Linked DNA regions of Mus musculus: all the other regions are linked to region 3. The links are chromatin contacts, called in public Hi-C, HiChIP or PLAC-seq and promoter capture Hi-C maps. All regions are on one chromosome and are shown on one strand. The core of a region is the stretch at or near the end of the contact, and the rest is flanking DNA. Distances in the headings are between cores, read along the strand shown.

Region 1 (3,651 bases), core at 495-2,994, 110 kb after region 3:
TAAAGCCAAACTAGGTCAAAAGGCAGAGCAAGCGACCAGCTGACAGGGAGTGAACATAACTAAATGGAAAGGAGGGACATTGAGTTAGATGGTGATTAAGACAACGTGGAGGAGAAAGAGCTTTTTCCTTCTGGGACATCAGTGGAGTAGGAAGGTCAGCTGGGTGCTTTCTCTGCCCCTCTGAGGTATCAGGCTTTCATCACATCCTCTGGCTCCTGAGTCTTCATTGGTGAAATCAAACAGCTGGGATTTTTGTTTTTTAAAACAACAATTTCTGCATGGCCAAGGCCTACAGAAGTCCTGGATAAGGTTCAGGTACGTTGTCCTAGTTAGCAAGTATTGGTGTATGGCATCATATTTTGTCGCTTGGAAAAGTTGGAGTGAGGACAAGGGGAAGTCATAGAAGTTGGCCTGAAGCCTCCTGGACTGAGCCCCACATTCTTCTTCCAATGTCTATCTGGATCCGCATCTCCTCAGTGAGAAGACACACACAGTCTTGAGGACAGCAGCTAGTAGCTGCTCTGTGAGTTCTGTCTAGTTTCTGTAGCTGGGAGATGGGAACCCATGAATTAGAATTGATGACAGAAGTCAAGGTGCCAGTGGGGGACTCTCAAACACTACAGTAATGACTGGGAGGGGGTATGATGTAGATTTCTGAAGTGCTGGAAGTATCTTGTGTTTTTATCTGGGGGGACACTTTTTATAGTGTGTGTGTGTGTGTGTGTGTGTGTACACTTGGAGGCAAGAATAGGACATCAAGTATCATCTATCATTTTCCACTTATATTCTCTCTCTCTCTCTCTTTTCACAAGGAGGTTTGAGACAGTCTTACTACATAGCCTGGTGGCTGTCCTGGAGCTCTCTACATAGACCAAGCCCCTGTCTTGAATTATAGAAATCCACTTGCCTTGCCCCCATCCCAACACCCCAGTGGAGAGATTAACAGTGTGTACCACCACACCTAAATCCACTTATTTCTTGAAAAGGGCTTGCTCACTAAACATGGAGCTCCATTTTCTTCCGCCTATACTAGCTGGCCAACAAGCCCCAGCCATATACCTCCCCTGCTCCCCATGCTGATGTCACAGGCTGGAATGGCCACATCTGGTACTTGAGTGCTGGGGATTCAAACTTAGGTCCTTCTGCTTGCACAGCACATGCCCTTCCCCCACTGAAGCACCTCCCCAAACCTTCCCCCACCAGACAAAGAAATCATTAAGTTCCCAAAACAAAGATGGTTTGGCACTGAGTGAGGCAGGCAGATAGATTTGTGTTCCCAAGAAAAACACATCAAAGTCCTAACGCCCAGGATCTGGGGATGTGACCTTATTTAGGAATGGGACTTTGTATCAGTTGAACTGAAGTCATCCTGGACTCCTGCATGCTGTCATCCAATGACTCACATAGTTTGATTTGGACCCAGACAACATGATGCAGCAGTCCAGTCTCAGACTGGCATTATGCTGACAGAAGCCAGGAGGAAACACTGAAGTTCTTGCCCTAAAATCTTCAGCGAGGGTGGGGCCCTGGTGACACCTTCATCTCCATCCTGTATCTAGCACTGTGAGAGAACAGGGGCCTGTGGATTTAAGACACCCAATTTGTCACTGTTGGGACTGTCCTGGGAAAGCAGCACAGAGGTGCCTGCTTGCAAAAGAGGAGGGGCAAGTCAGGTTTAGTCATGATTACCTCAGAGGGTGTAGGCTTGTGGTTGTTGTTTTGGGTTGGCTTTTGTATGTGGATTATTTCCTGAAAGAATGCATCTTAAAGTCAGTGCTGTAGCCTACGCCTGCAGTTCACTGCACAGTGAGGTAGTCCCAGGAGAATCAGGAGGTCAAGATCAGCCTCAGCTAGCTAGTGAGCTGGAGGCCTGGGGTATATGAGATACACTCTCAAGTAAATAAATAATAAAACAACAAAAGCTACTCCCATGTCTCTCTCTCTCTGTCTGTCTGTCTGTCTGTCTCTGTCTGTCTGTCTGTCTCTCTCCGTCTGTCTGTCTGTCTGTCTGTCTGTCTCTTCCCTCCCTCCTGCCCCTGACAGGGTCCATAGCCCATGCTGTCCTCAACTTGCTATATAGTGGAGGATGTTGAGCTTTTGATCTCCTGCCTCTATCTCTTGAGTGCTGGGATTCCAGCTCTACCCCAGCAGCTGGACTTTCTCACAGTGTTAGGGATGGGTCTCAGAACTCCATGCATGCTAGGCGAGCACTGAGGTTCATCTCTAGCCCTTCTTGTTGTTTAATTTTTGAGACAGTATCTCAGAGAACTCACTGTATAACCCAAGCTAGACTCAGAACCTGTGCGACCTGCCTTCTTTGTCATCCCAAGTACTGGAGTCACAGGCAGGGACCACCATATTCAGCTTCCTTATTAGTTACCTTAAATTTGTGTTTGATGCTTCTCAAATTACAGGAGTCAGATATTCTCATTCAATAGTGGGCTGGAGAGATGACTCAGCAGTTAAGAGCACTGCCTGCTCTTTCAGAGGTCCTGAGTTCAATTCCCAGCAACCACATGGTGGGATCTCATGCCCTCTTCTGGTCTCTAGTTGTACATGCAGACAGAGCACTCATACAATAAATAAATAAATAAATAATTTAAAAACCTAAAAAAAGAAAATATTCAATATAAAATTTGAATTTTGGAGAACTTTTAGCATAAGCACCTCTATTAGTCAGGGTTCTCTAGATTAACGTAATTTATGGAATGTCTCTCTATATTAAACACTTTATTGAAATGACTTACAGTCTGCAATCTATCTAACCCAATAACGGGTAGCTGTGAATGGAAAGTCCAAGAGTCTAGTAGTTGCTCAGTCCCACGAGGCTAGGTGTTTCATCTGGTATTCTGTATAATCTAGAATCCTGAAGAGGTAGGTTCCAACAGATGTGCTGGCAAGTAAGTGCAAGCAGGCAAAGAAGAGTGAACCTTCCTTCTTTCATCATCCTTATGTAGGGCTCCAGCAGAAGGTATGGCCCAGATTAAAGATGCATACTACTATGCCTGGACTTGGAACTTAATCTGTCCCAGGCTGGCCTTGAAGTCAGAGATCTGCTTGCCTCTGTCTCCTGGGATTAAAGCCATGTACTACCTTGCCTGGACCTAACCTTTTCATGGCCACTATTCCTCAAGATCCAAATCAAAACCCTGTGTCTTCTAGCCTCAAGATCTGGATCACAGGTGTGCCCTCCCTTTCTGGATTGTAGTCATTCCAGATGTAGTCAACTTGACAACCAGGAATAGCCATCACAGCATCTTAGGTGATATTTGAGACATACACTAAGGAGTATTTATGTGCAAGTGGGGATCAGAGGACAACCTGTGAGAGATGGCACTTTCCTTACACATCTGATGGAATTCAGTTCCTCAGGCTCCAGGCTTGGCAGCAAAGACCTTTATCCTATGAGTAATCCAGCCAGTCCCATCCACATTATTTTTGAAGATATGAATGCTAGGGTTCTAGAGTTATCTTGAATGGGTTCTGAGGAACAGATTAAAGTCCTCATGCTTGCACTATATCACTTGGCTAATCCTGCCAATTGTTAATATACATCTAAAATTCAAAACTGACTGGTACTGTATGTATCTGCTTTGGTATGCCCTTCTATTGACTGGTACCAAGGCCTTCCCTGTCCCTTCTTATAGGTCT
Region 2 (3,416 bases), core at 153-2,652, 120 kb before region 3:
CCACGGTGTTGTCTTTGTTGTTGCTGTAGTGCTGGTTTGGAGGACTGAACCTGGGCCTTCATACATGCCCAAGAAGCGCTCAGCCATCAGTTACATCACCAGCCCAGAGACAGTGATTTAGACTTAGATGTGGCTGATCTAAGTGCACTGATGTGTGGCAACTAGAACTGAAGATCTCACCAGGGGCAGAGTAGAACAAACAGACTTGAAGACAGAGTCAGGCCCCAGCCTCTGCCAGTTAGCCTCAAGAGAAGCCACATCCTCAGGCATCTCACAGTGAGAAGACGTCCCATGCTCCCGTCCCCCTGAGCAGGTTCAACTGTGCTGTGAGATGCTGGGAGCACACCCTTTCAGCTCTGCTGAAGGGAATCTCGCTCCAGCATCTTGGGACATCCAGGGATTTTAGAAGGTGTGGGCACGAAGCACTTCAACAACAGGGTACACTGGGCTTCTGGAAACTGGACATCAACTGCCAGGGACTGCACACGAGGATGAGCAGTTGAAGGCCTCTCTTTCCCCCAGGGTGACAGAAAGCTCGCCAGGACAGACACTGGGTTGGCAAAGAAGGAGTGTTCTGACTTCCCTCCATATGCCAAACCCTGGCTTTGGCAGGCTGCCTGTATTAGGGTAAACTTTAGGTTCTGCCCTGTGTTCTCTGTAACATAAGAAGCAAGGTTATAATGTAAGCAAACAGAGAGCAAAAGCAAACACAGGCAGCAGAAGGAAAGGAAGGTAGTTTCTCAGTAGACAAAGAGGCTGTTGGTGCTGTAGGTGTTTTAAAAGTGGGGGAGACATATAGAGTCCCCCCATTAGGGTTACAGCTGACTTCTCAGTGGACAGACTCCATCTATATTCTGATTTGGCTTCTGTCTGGTTAGAAACACAGAAACTTTCTTTTCACTGTTAAGGATGGAAGTGTTTAGCTAGAAAAAGGTAACTGACACATGTAGTTGTTTCACAGATGTTTGTGCAATGAGGAGCAAGCTCTGTGGCCCACGCTGGTCTTGATCTCTTGATCCTCCTGCACACCCAGCTTCTTAAGGAAATGTGATCATGACTCAAAATACTGATGAGTGTTTGCATAAAGATTAGGTTTCTTAATTTTAGGGCATAGGAGTTCTTGACATTTGGACTGCGTGTTTGGAGTACACCAAGTTTGATTTGGCTCTGTCTCAGATGCAGCAGAACTGGATACATTACAAAAAAAAAAAAAAAAAAAAGAAAAAAGAAAGAAAGAACAAACTGCAGGCATCCAAAAACAATGATGGCTAGAACCCAAGAGCACCTCCCAGGCACCTGAAGCTTAGCTCCTGGATTATTTGGAAGCTAAAGACATGCTGATGCCACCTTCTGGAACTTGCCAGAAAGGTGTCAACAAATACAGAAGACAAGGAGTCTTGGTGTCCAGTAGAATAACAAGGGAGCTGGGTGTGGTCACATATGTCTTTAATCCCAGCACTCCTAGAGGCAGAGGCAGGCAAATTTTTCTGAGTTTCAGGCTAGCCTGCTCTACAACAGGGAATTCCAGGTCAGCAAGGGTACACAGAGAAACCTTGTCTATAATAATAATCAGCAACAACAAACTATAATGGAAGAGTAATGTCCCAAAACAGCACAGCCAGGAGCTAGGACTTAGAGTAGAAATGGGAGAGACTAGGAAAGCTCTGGCTCCCGAGGCTGCTCTGGCCTGGTTCTGTTCCCTCAGTCAGCAGATGCTGAGGTAAACTCTTCTCATGTCTGTGGTTGTTGTTCCCATCAGGAAAATTATAAGAAGAACTGGATGGAGAGTTGTTTTGGTTTATAAAATCTTATCACTCATCTGAACCTGATAAGCATTTTTCTCTGAAAAAAAAAAAGCCCACCTACAGAGAGGGGCTTCAAAACTCCTCAGAAGGGAAGCACAAGAGCTGTGCACTCCTGACCAGTGAGTGGGCTTACTGTCAAGCTTGAGGGCCCGTGCTTACTCCCTGGTATCCACTTGGGAGAGAGAACTGTTTCCTACATGGTCCTCCGAGCTCTGTGGAGTCACTGCCGCATGCATGCCACCCCCCACCCCACCCCCCACCCACACAAGAGACTGACCTACTCATTGGGTAGATTGGGGATGGCAGGGGCAAATGGTGAGGAGTGGGAGGGGCTCTAGGAGGGTGGTGGGGTGGGGAGTGGCAGATATAGGCCCAACCCTATAGAGGGGCTGAGCTATGGAGTAATCTCGCATTCCTAAGTCCACTGTCCATCTCTAAAAAAAAAATCACAGTGCTTTCCAGTCCAATGCTGATGCTGGCCTAGCCACAGAACGCACACACACAACAGACTGAAAGCAGGCAGCACCCCAGGGATACAAGTCATTTTTACAATAATTTATATAGAGGTTTTTTTTTTAAAGTTGAATTTAAATGGCCTCTTAGATCTAGTCAATGAAATGCAGTTAAATTACATTTACTTTATTGTGTTGTGTGTCATACACAAAGTAAGTAAATAAATGTAATAACTTTTCTTCTATTTTAAGTTAGCATACTTTCTTCAACAGGAGAAGGTAAAGGGGACATAGCCACCTCACCTCACCAATATGGATACCACAGGGAAGGACACCTGTAACACCCCTAGACATCAGGAAGCCTCAGAGACATGTCCAGCATAGCCTGTGAGCACTGTGCAAATCTATCTCCTGCCTCCAAGGTAAAGCTCTGCCATCCAAAGCAGCTGCCTTCCAGAGCTGCTTAAGGCCAGGAGTCAGCTAAGGGGCAGGTGGCATGGCTCTCAGGGGTCAGCTTACCAGTACAGACTTATTCTGCCCTTCAACAGCAGCAGCGGGAGCGGTAGTACCATCCACAGGAAGGACACTGGGCTTGGCCCACTAGGATGGCAACTGCACTGGCTCCCTGACTTGGTGAGCCCCTGCATTCCCCTGCAGTGGGCTTCAGCCTGGGTACCTTCTATACCCGCCCATCCCACTCCCTGTTGCACCGGCTCTCAGCCAGTTTTCTCTCTCCTGTTCACCTTGCTGTCCTGGCTGTCTACCCTGATATTTCCAGCAGTTCTTAGTGCTCCTTGCTAGGAACCATACAGTGATCTTTGCTGTAATGAACTCACACACTACAGACTTGAAGGCTGTCCTGTCCTCCTCCCACCTGGCTCACGTCAGTGACAAAACAGTCATTAGAGGAGTCTGTATCCTAGCAGTTGCTGTCTCAACAACTAGGAACCACACAATGATGCTATCTAGGCTTCTGATTTTGTCTGTTTATTAAAAAAGCAAGAATTTCCAAAGGAAACAGGGCTTCTGGTCAAATCCTAAGATTGGGCCCAGGGAAACTAGAGCTTTAGCATGTGTGAGGATTTAGGTTTGTTACTCAGTAGCCACATAATATTGAGGCTATTATCCTGGAACTAGAAGACACACAGATAACCCTCTA
Region 3 (3,703 bases), core at 1,035-3,534:
CTGACCCAACTACAGAAAACCTGACACCTCAGTCCTTCTCTTCAGGGGCTGCCTACTGAGGATAACAAAACAAAAAGAACAAACAAAGTTTAGGAATGTGCTCTGAGAATACCAAACAGTAACTAACAGCTGTTGCTGTCATGGGCATACTGTCAACCTATCTTTTATCAGCCACAGACTGACAGATATTCAGACACGCCCCTGCCCAGAAATGGCCTCAAATCCGTTTGCTATCACACTTGCAGCTTAAACTGCATCTCAGTCACAGAAGGCAGGTAGTTTGAATTTAGTCCATTTGAAAGGAGCCTCCAAGCAGATGTGTGATCTTTGTGCTAAATTCAGGTTTAGCAAGGGCTCCTTCCAGGCTTCCAACCATTGACTTCCAGACTATTTTGCCCTGGTGTTTAGAAAATAGTCCGCAAATACAACAACTTAAGGCAAATGCTATTATCTTCATCAGCAACATGTTTTCAAACCCTCAAATGAAAGGCTCTTTGGAACATGAATTATTTAACATTCCTACCCAGGTATTGATTTCCTAAACAGCTTAAACAGTCAGTAGCCCTGACAAGAGGCATTGCAAGGTATGGAATTTACCATTGCTTTAACCCAGTAAATTATCAACAGGAAAATACGAACAGAGATACAGAATCTTCTAATAGGATTATTTTCAGTCAAGATAAAACTTCTGTTGGGTTTCAGCTATACTAGGCTTAGTTGAAGGAGCCATCATGCCAGCAAGATGGCTTAGTGGGTAAAGTCACTTGCTGCCAAGCCTGATGAATGGACTTCAGACTTAGGACCATATGGTGAAAGAAGAGAACCCACTCCCCTAAGTCAACCTCTGGCCTCACGTGTATACCCACCCCCCCACCCCCCCCCCCCACACACACAGAATAGCACAAGAAAATGCAAACAAGATAGACATACATGCCCTTTAGGATCCTTACAATATTAGCACAGTGCCAAAGTACTTGAGAGGAGCCCAGTTCCCCAGAGTGGAAGAGAAATGAACACAGGTCGCTGTGAGCAGTTGCACTTTGAGTCATTTCTGCTTCAGCTGAAGGGTCTGTCTGGAAATGTCCTTCAGAGACAACAGATTAGGTCTGCTGGGATCGTGACCCCCTAGGACAGCAGGCCAGTCAACAGGTTGCTCCATCAGCCACACTCAGTGGTCAACACAGACCTAATCTCTGTGGAGCCTCCCCATCCTCTCAGCACTCCCTAAGCCTGGGCAAATCCTCCAGGGGAAGCGAGGCCAGGCAGCAGGACAGTGTGCGAGCAAGTGCCGGGTGGCCTCACTCCTCAGCTTTCGTCACTTTACAGAATCCCCCTTCCCACACAGGGACTGGAAGGCAGTGACAGCATACTGCTACTGTGGTTTCCTTCTAGCAGCAGCTGGAGAAACGCAGACATTCCCAGCCTTTCTGAAGACAGCTTAAGCACATCAACAAATGCTTTAGATAAGAAAAACAGATTTATCCCCAGAACATAAAGGAGCACAGAAAAGCTAAAAGTACACAAAAGACCCACTGAGGACTGACTTCTGGTCACCTCTGCTTCTGTGTGTCCTTCCTCCTTGTCTTTTAAGGTCATCAACTTTACTCATCTGCAGGCCTTATCATCTCCCCTGCCTCCCTGTAAATAACATTCACGGCAACCATTTCTTTACTTTCTACCCATGGGTGTAAGCTAACAACACGATTATAAAATGTCCTGTTTATGTGACGTACCAATACATCAGTAATAATTACACTTTCCAAAACACAGGGCTTACCTTTGCCAGTGGTCATGTTGTCAGGGATCCGGCACCAGATAAAAATGCCCTTCTCACAGCAGCTTAGGCATCAGCAGACTCTCCTCCCACACCTTCTGCAGGAGAAGCCCTGTGACAACTGCCACCTCATTCCAAAATAAGAGCCTAGACTCTCGCCCTGAGTTTTTCACAACGGCCAGGGAGGGGACTGCCTCTGTCTGTCTTCACTCACAGATTATAATAAGAGTCTTTACAGCTTATTCATTTTGCAAACCAAAATTCTCAGTTCAAATTTCTCAGTTCCCTTAAGAAACTCCCTTTCCCTAACTACGATACACCTTCAAACAAGAAGCAACCTCAGTCTCACATGGACATGACGCCGGCAGTCCCTGCTGCTTACTCTACTGCACTGCAGAGAGGCAATCTTTTCTAGGCTATATGGAGAGGGCTTCTCAGCACAGCTCAACACATTTGCCAGCCTGGTAGCACAAGGCCCGCCTATTTGTGAGTTTGGAAACACTTTCCTAAGACTCTGAACTCTCCAAGCCTGTGAGATGCACAGCCTAGTAAACAAGCAAGGACAGAATGGGACCATTATCCACCTGAGCCACTTATCCAGCAACACTGCCTTTAAAGCTGTGTGAGTGGATAATGGAGGGTTGGCCACTTAATAAAGGCTCGCCTTTAAATGAATGCTTTGTCCTGGCCGCGCCTGGCAACATTCCAGACCTTACCTAACTTGCTCATTGAGCTCATCGGTGGTTTGTTTCCAGGCTTACAGGGAGCTCTAACTTCCAAGAAGTTAAATTAGGTAACATTTTGCAAGTTATTTTCAACAGTAAAAAATGTAAGGAAGGCTGTATTTTGCAGCAAAATGATAGGCGATGTATATTCGTGTGTGTAACAGATGATAAGAGTTATATAATTATCAGTTAACTGAGTGTGTGACTTTCTCTCTAATATTCTGTTCTTTCCTTTAGCTACAGACTATAGCATTTCCAAAGATTTAATCAATATGATGCAGTCTAGATTTCCTCATTAACATATTCGCTTTTCTTAGGAAACAACAACACATAAATTTTCTAACCAAATTATGTCCAGGGCCTCGTGTCAATCAAACACAACTCAAGACTGTTTAATGGCTATGGATAAAGGACACTGACTAGTCCCTAATTAATGCTCTTTCACTCTGAGAGTCTAATTTGCCTGGAAGCACAGCACATCTGCTTGATTTAAAAAAAAAGTACACAGAAAATAATTTGCTTTTTGAAAACCATGGAAGGAAACACTGTAATTTGTGTTTCAAGGGGTTTGCTAATTATATGGAAGGGGAAAAGAAAAAAAATACATCTATACAACAACAACATATTTTTAATGCTCATATTTTTTTGCCAGACAAAACTGAGTCTTTGGGTAGCTTAGCAACAAGGAAGCATTGCGTGGAGATGAAGCACCCACTTCAGACAGAAAGCACATTCTACATGGCTACTTGGCTATGTCTTTATTGCTAATTTCAGTCACAATCGTATTATACTCACAAAGGAATGAATATAATTTTAAGTATGTCAAGACATATAACCCAAGACGAGCCTTATCTATTCCTTAAAGCTATTACCCTTAACACTAGTAGGTCTATAAAAATGTGCTTATGAAAATTATTTTCAGTACCTGTACCTTAAGAAAACAAAGAACAAAAGCCATGAGAGTAGGGGGGCAGGACAGGAAGCTGAGCCAACAGGGCCAGCAGAGAAGGGTAAGTAAGAGAGGTAATGGGGAATGATCACATGTACCAGATACATGTATGAAATCGTCCGGAAGTTAAACAGTTAATCTTTACAAAACAAGTTTATCCAAGTTAGTGCTAATCTAGCGCTTCAATTTCTGGCTGAAACTAGTGTCATTGTTCACAAGTAACAAAAGTAAACATGAATGTCATCAAAAATTACA
Region 4 (3,495 bases), core at 985-3,484, 79 kb after region 3:
AAAAATAATTCTCTCTCTTCCTCTCCCTCTCTTTTTGAGATAAGAGGAAATAGTCTGTGTTAAAAACTCTGGCTGTCCTGGTACTACTTTGTATACGAAGCAGGTCTCGAACTCTCAGAGAACTGCCTGTTTCTGCCTCCCAAGTGCTAAGATTAAAGGTGTGCAGCACCATGCCAAGCTATTTACGTTTTAGGTTTTTTTTTCTTTTTCTTTTTTATGTAGGTATGCTCTGTCTGCATGTACACCTAGATGCCAGGAGAGAGCATCAGAGCCTGTTAGAGATGGTCATGAGACACCATGTGGTTGCTGGGAATTGAACTCTGGACTTCTGGGATAGCAGCCAGTGTACTTAACCACTAAGCCATCTTACCTTACCCTAAGAATAATTCTTTTTTTTTTAAGAATTTTTATTTATTTATTTATTATATGTAAGTACACTGTAGCTGTCTTCAGATACTCCAGAAGAGGGCATCAGATTTCCTTATGGATGGTTGTGAGCCACCATGTGGCTGCTGGGATTTGAACTTGGGACCTTTGGAAGAGCAGTCGGCGCTCTTAACCACTGAGCCATCTCGCCAGCCCAAGAATAATTCTTAATGGCAGCAGTTTTCATTAAAAGTTATTGTTTCATTAAAAGGTCTGTTCTCATTAACATACCATTTCTACATCCATTCTAGCCCTACCCTACCTTGGAAGATGTCTCACCTAGTAATTCCAGAGAGATTTTAGAGTCATTCTTCTATACAATCATTACTAAACAATTCAGCAAAATATCATTACTATACCCAAGCAAATGCTTTGGTGAGCTAGGAAATCTACTCCTAGTTCTGAAAAAAATAAAACCACAGAATGGAAAGCTTTTTCCACTGTGTTTACTTTAGAAACGAGGGTCTAGGTCGAGAGCCATGTGCTGAGCACACTCATCAGCCAAGCAACACACAGAGCACCTCCACCACTAAGACGGGGCACACTGAGAAGCACGTCTTTCCTTAGAGGGCTGCTCTCCTCGAATGGAAATTCATGCCTGAGGTGTAATAGATTAATAGAAAACAAACAATAACAATAAACTCCCACTACTTCCTGGATGAGCAAGAGGTACATGAAGATATAGCTAGAGAGCTACAGATTCAATTCAGATAAAGGCAGCCCAACCTCTCCCTAAGAAGACACAGGTGGAAAAGAAAACAGAAAGCCCCTGCTACTCTCTCTGCAGCATTCCCACTAGAGGAGTTTAAACTCATGGGAGTGGGGAGTTACACGTGCATGTGCACATATAAACATGGTGTGGAGGCCAGGGCCAATCTTGGGCATACCCTTTATTGTGTGTGTGCATGCCATAAAGGGCCTCTGGAGATCAGAGATAAAAGGACAACTTTCAGGAGATCGTTTCTCTTCTCCAAACCCAAGGACTACACTGAAGTAATCAGAATTGTGGCAAGCACCTTCACCCACGGAACTTTCTCACCAGTCCTATTCATCTGTCTGTCTGTCTGTCTGTCTCTTTGTCTATCATCCATCTATCTGTCTGTCTGCTTATCATCTATCTATTTTTGAGGTAAGATCTCTTATTGGCTAGACTGGCTGGCTAGGAGGCTCTGGGAATCCACTTGTCCACTTCCCCAACACTGGAATTACAAACTTGGGCCACCACACCTAGCTTTTCACACTTGTGTGTGTGAGAGACAGAGAGAATTCTGGAGTACACAGAAAGTACTGGAGTACACAGTACTTTACAGACAAAGTCCCCAGTCCAGAGTTTAAGCAGATGGTCAATCACTTTGTTGACTGTCCCTCAAAAGCTGTGTTTGTTCTGCTCTCTGATCTGCTGCTTAGAACTAGGAAATGAAGGAGAAGCCGGGAGTCGTGGCGCACACCTTTGATCCCAGCACTTGGGAGGCCGAGACAGGCGGATTTCTGAGTTCGAGAAGCCTGGTCTACAGAGTGAGTTCCAGGACAGCCAGGGCTACACAGAGAAACCCTGTCTTGAAAAAAAGAAAGAAAGAAAGAGAAATGATCTGTCTTTGAGTCCACTGGTAAAAAGGCTCAAAGGCACACAAACAGCACCAAAGATGACACAGGTGTTTCCCTACTCAGATGCTAAGAAATCCTGACCTGGAGTGAAACATCCTGGGAAACAAAACATCAAGGTCACACTGCAGAGCTCGGCCTCCTTCACCACATCTGGAATGTGGGTTTCGAAAAGGGCTCCCGAGGGAAGATTGTCACCAGGACGAGTAACACTAGACACTCGTGAGCACTAAAGAGCACAGTAAGGGAAACAGGATCACAGGCCCCGACCGGGAGAGAGAGAAAGCAGACACGCCTTCCCTAGCTCAGCTTTGGAATGTCCAGACAAAACACTTTGCTCATGCTGTTTACTCCATTTTGGTAGAAAAACACAGACTTCATTGCAAAAAAGGAAAATAAATTTGAAACTCAGTATTTATTTAAAATGAAACTGGTTAGGGTAGGAAAAAAAAGTGAAAAATCAAATACAGAATCACCCCCTAATTTTTGACAGAGTCTCACCATGTAGCCCAGACTGACCTTGAACTCAAACTCCTCTGCTTCTGCTTCCTGAGTGTAAGACTAGAGACATATAACACCATATCTACCATATATCACCCTGTGATCATTAATATTTATAGTCAGTTTCATAGGTCCTAGAATCCGATAGGAAATAAATCTCAGGGCACATCTATGGGGAACGGTCTATCTTTGGTTAACTGGTACGGGAAGGTCTTGACCCTGAATGTGGTCAGCACCGTTCCATGAGCTGGATAGAAAGGGAAAAGAGATGCCTCTGGGAGTAAAAGTGCCTGCCACCAAGCATGACAACCTGAGTTCCATTCCTAGGACCCCACATGGTGGAAGGAGAGCTCTGACTCCTGAAAGTTGTCCTCTGACCTCTACAAGTGTGCTGTGACTTGAGTGTTGCTAGCTTTGACCCCACCCCACCCCCACAAAGTAAAATAACTAAAAATGCAATAAAAATTCTAATTAAAAAGTGGGAGATGAAAAACAAGGTAGGCAGGGGCTTTTATCTACTTACTAACAGTAGGCTGCACCCCATGAGCACCTGCCTCCTGCTCTGGCGGCCATGCCTTTCCCTCCCTAGCGGACTGTTGAGATACACACTTCCTCCCTTGGTTGCTTGACTTTGTCTAAGCAACAAGGAAAGTACTCCCCAGCCAAACCTTACATCAGTTTTGCAGTCAGGAATAAAACGTATTTCCTAGTATACTATCTAACATGTTTAACCAAATAGTAGGTCATTTCACAAATTCCTAAAACCTATCATTGATTCCAACATTTCAAAATATGACTTAACAGGAACAGTTAAAAATCTTGAAGAGCTGTGGTGGTGCACGCCTTTAATCCCAGCACTTGGGAGGCAGAGGCAGGCAGAGCTCTGAGTTTGAGGCCAGTCTGGACTACAGAGCTAGTTCCAGGACAGCCAGGGCTACACAGAAAAACCCTACCTCAGAAAACAAA

Evidence for each region. Promoter capture Hi-C pulls out the DNA fragments that hold promoters and counts their contacts. Hi-C and Micro-C count contacts between places; a contact is called where the count stands out from the background. HiChIP or PLAC-seq counts read pairs in DNA pulled down with a chosen protein or histone mark.
Region 1: a contact with region 3 is called in a Hi-C map of embryonic stem cells, with 3 times the contacts expected there. The contact joins two enhancer-like sites. A contact is called at or near these places in 6 of 15 datasets of contacts at CTCF or cohesin (the G1E-ER4 cell line, the NIH/3T3 cell line, embryonic stem cells and 2 more), 57 of 484 Hi-C or Micro-C datasets (the AML12 cell line, B cells, the C10 cell line and 36 more), 10 of 115 datasets of contacts at active chromatin or transcription factors (the HPC-7 cell line, the NIH/3T3 cell line, embryonic stem cells and 4 more) and 4 of 9 other capture datasets (adipose tissue, embryonic stem cells, liver and 1 more).
Region 2: a contact with region 3 is called in a promoter capture Hi-C map of embryonic stem cells, with 2.5 times the contacts expected there. The contact joins two enhancer-like sites. A contact is called at or near these places in 6 of 39 promoter capture datasets (the HPC-7 cell line, cranial neural crest, embryonic stem cells and 3 more), 1 of 484 Hi-C or Micro-C datasets (nephron progenitors) and 2 of 9 other capture datasets (adipose tissue and pancreatic islet).
Region 4: a contact with region 3 is called in an H3K27ac HiChIP or PLAC-seq map of embryonic stem cells, with 6 read pairs. The contact joins two enhancer-like sites. A contact is called at or near these places in 4 of 39 promoter capture datasets (the 3T3-L1 cell line, epiblast stem cells and hippocampal neurons), 4 of 484 Hi-C or Micro-C datasets (the AtT-20 cell line, embryonic fibroblasts, granulosa cells and 1 more), 8 of 115 datasets of contacts at active chromatin or transcription factors (bone marrow-derived macrophages, double positive thymocytes, embryonic basal ganglia and 4 more) and 4 of 9 other capture datasets (adipose tissue, embryonic stem cells, liver and 1 more).

What each region holds. Positions count from the first base shown.
Region 1 is chr1:118,367,009-118,370,659 of GRCm38.p6, reverse strand. No RefSeq gene overlaps it. Among named protein-coding and RNA genes, the nearest start is that of Gm28867, 9.5 kb to the right of the region's middle. Within about 2 kb of position 1,744, at least 79 of the 459 cell types and tissues checked have an H3K27ac peak or open chromatin away from gene starts, as enhancers often do. A contact at or near this core is called in embryonic stem cells, where this site is marked.
Region 2 is chr1:118,595,702-118,599,117 of GRCm38.p6, reverse strand. The region is part of intron 40 of Clasp1 (CLIP associating protein 1); the gene reads right to left. Among named protein-coding and RNA genes, the nearest start is that of Tfcp2l1, 31 kb to the left of the region's middle. Within about 2 kb of position 1,402, at least 18 of the 459 cell types and tissues checked have an H3K27ac peak or open chromatin away from gene starts, as enhancers often do. A contact at or near this core is called in embryonic stem cells, where this site is marked.
Region 3 is chr1:118,480,167-118,483,869 of GRCm38.p6, reverse strand. The region is part of intron 8 of Clasp1 (CLIP associating protein 1); the gene reads right to left. Among named protein-coding and RNA genes, the nearest start is that of 2900060B14Rik, 23 kb to the right of the region's middle. Within about 2 kb of position 2,284, at least 91 of the 459 cell types and tissues checked have an H3K27ac peak or open chromatin away from gene starts, as enhancers often do. A contact at or near this core is called in embryonic stem cells, where this site is marked.
Region 4 is chr1:118,401,485-118,404,979 of GRCm38.p6, reverse strand. All of the region lies in intron 1 of Clasp1 (CLIP associating protein 1), which reads right to left. Among named protein-coding and RNA genes, the nearest start is that of Clasp1, 14 kb to the right of the region's middle. Within about 2 kb of position 2,234, at least 28 of the 459 cell types and tissues checked have an H3K27ac peak or open chromatin away from gene starts, as enhancers often do. A contact at or near this core is called in embryonic stem cells, where this site is marked.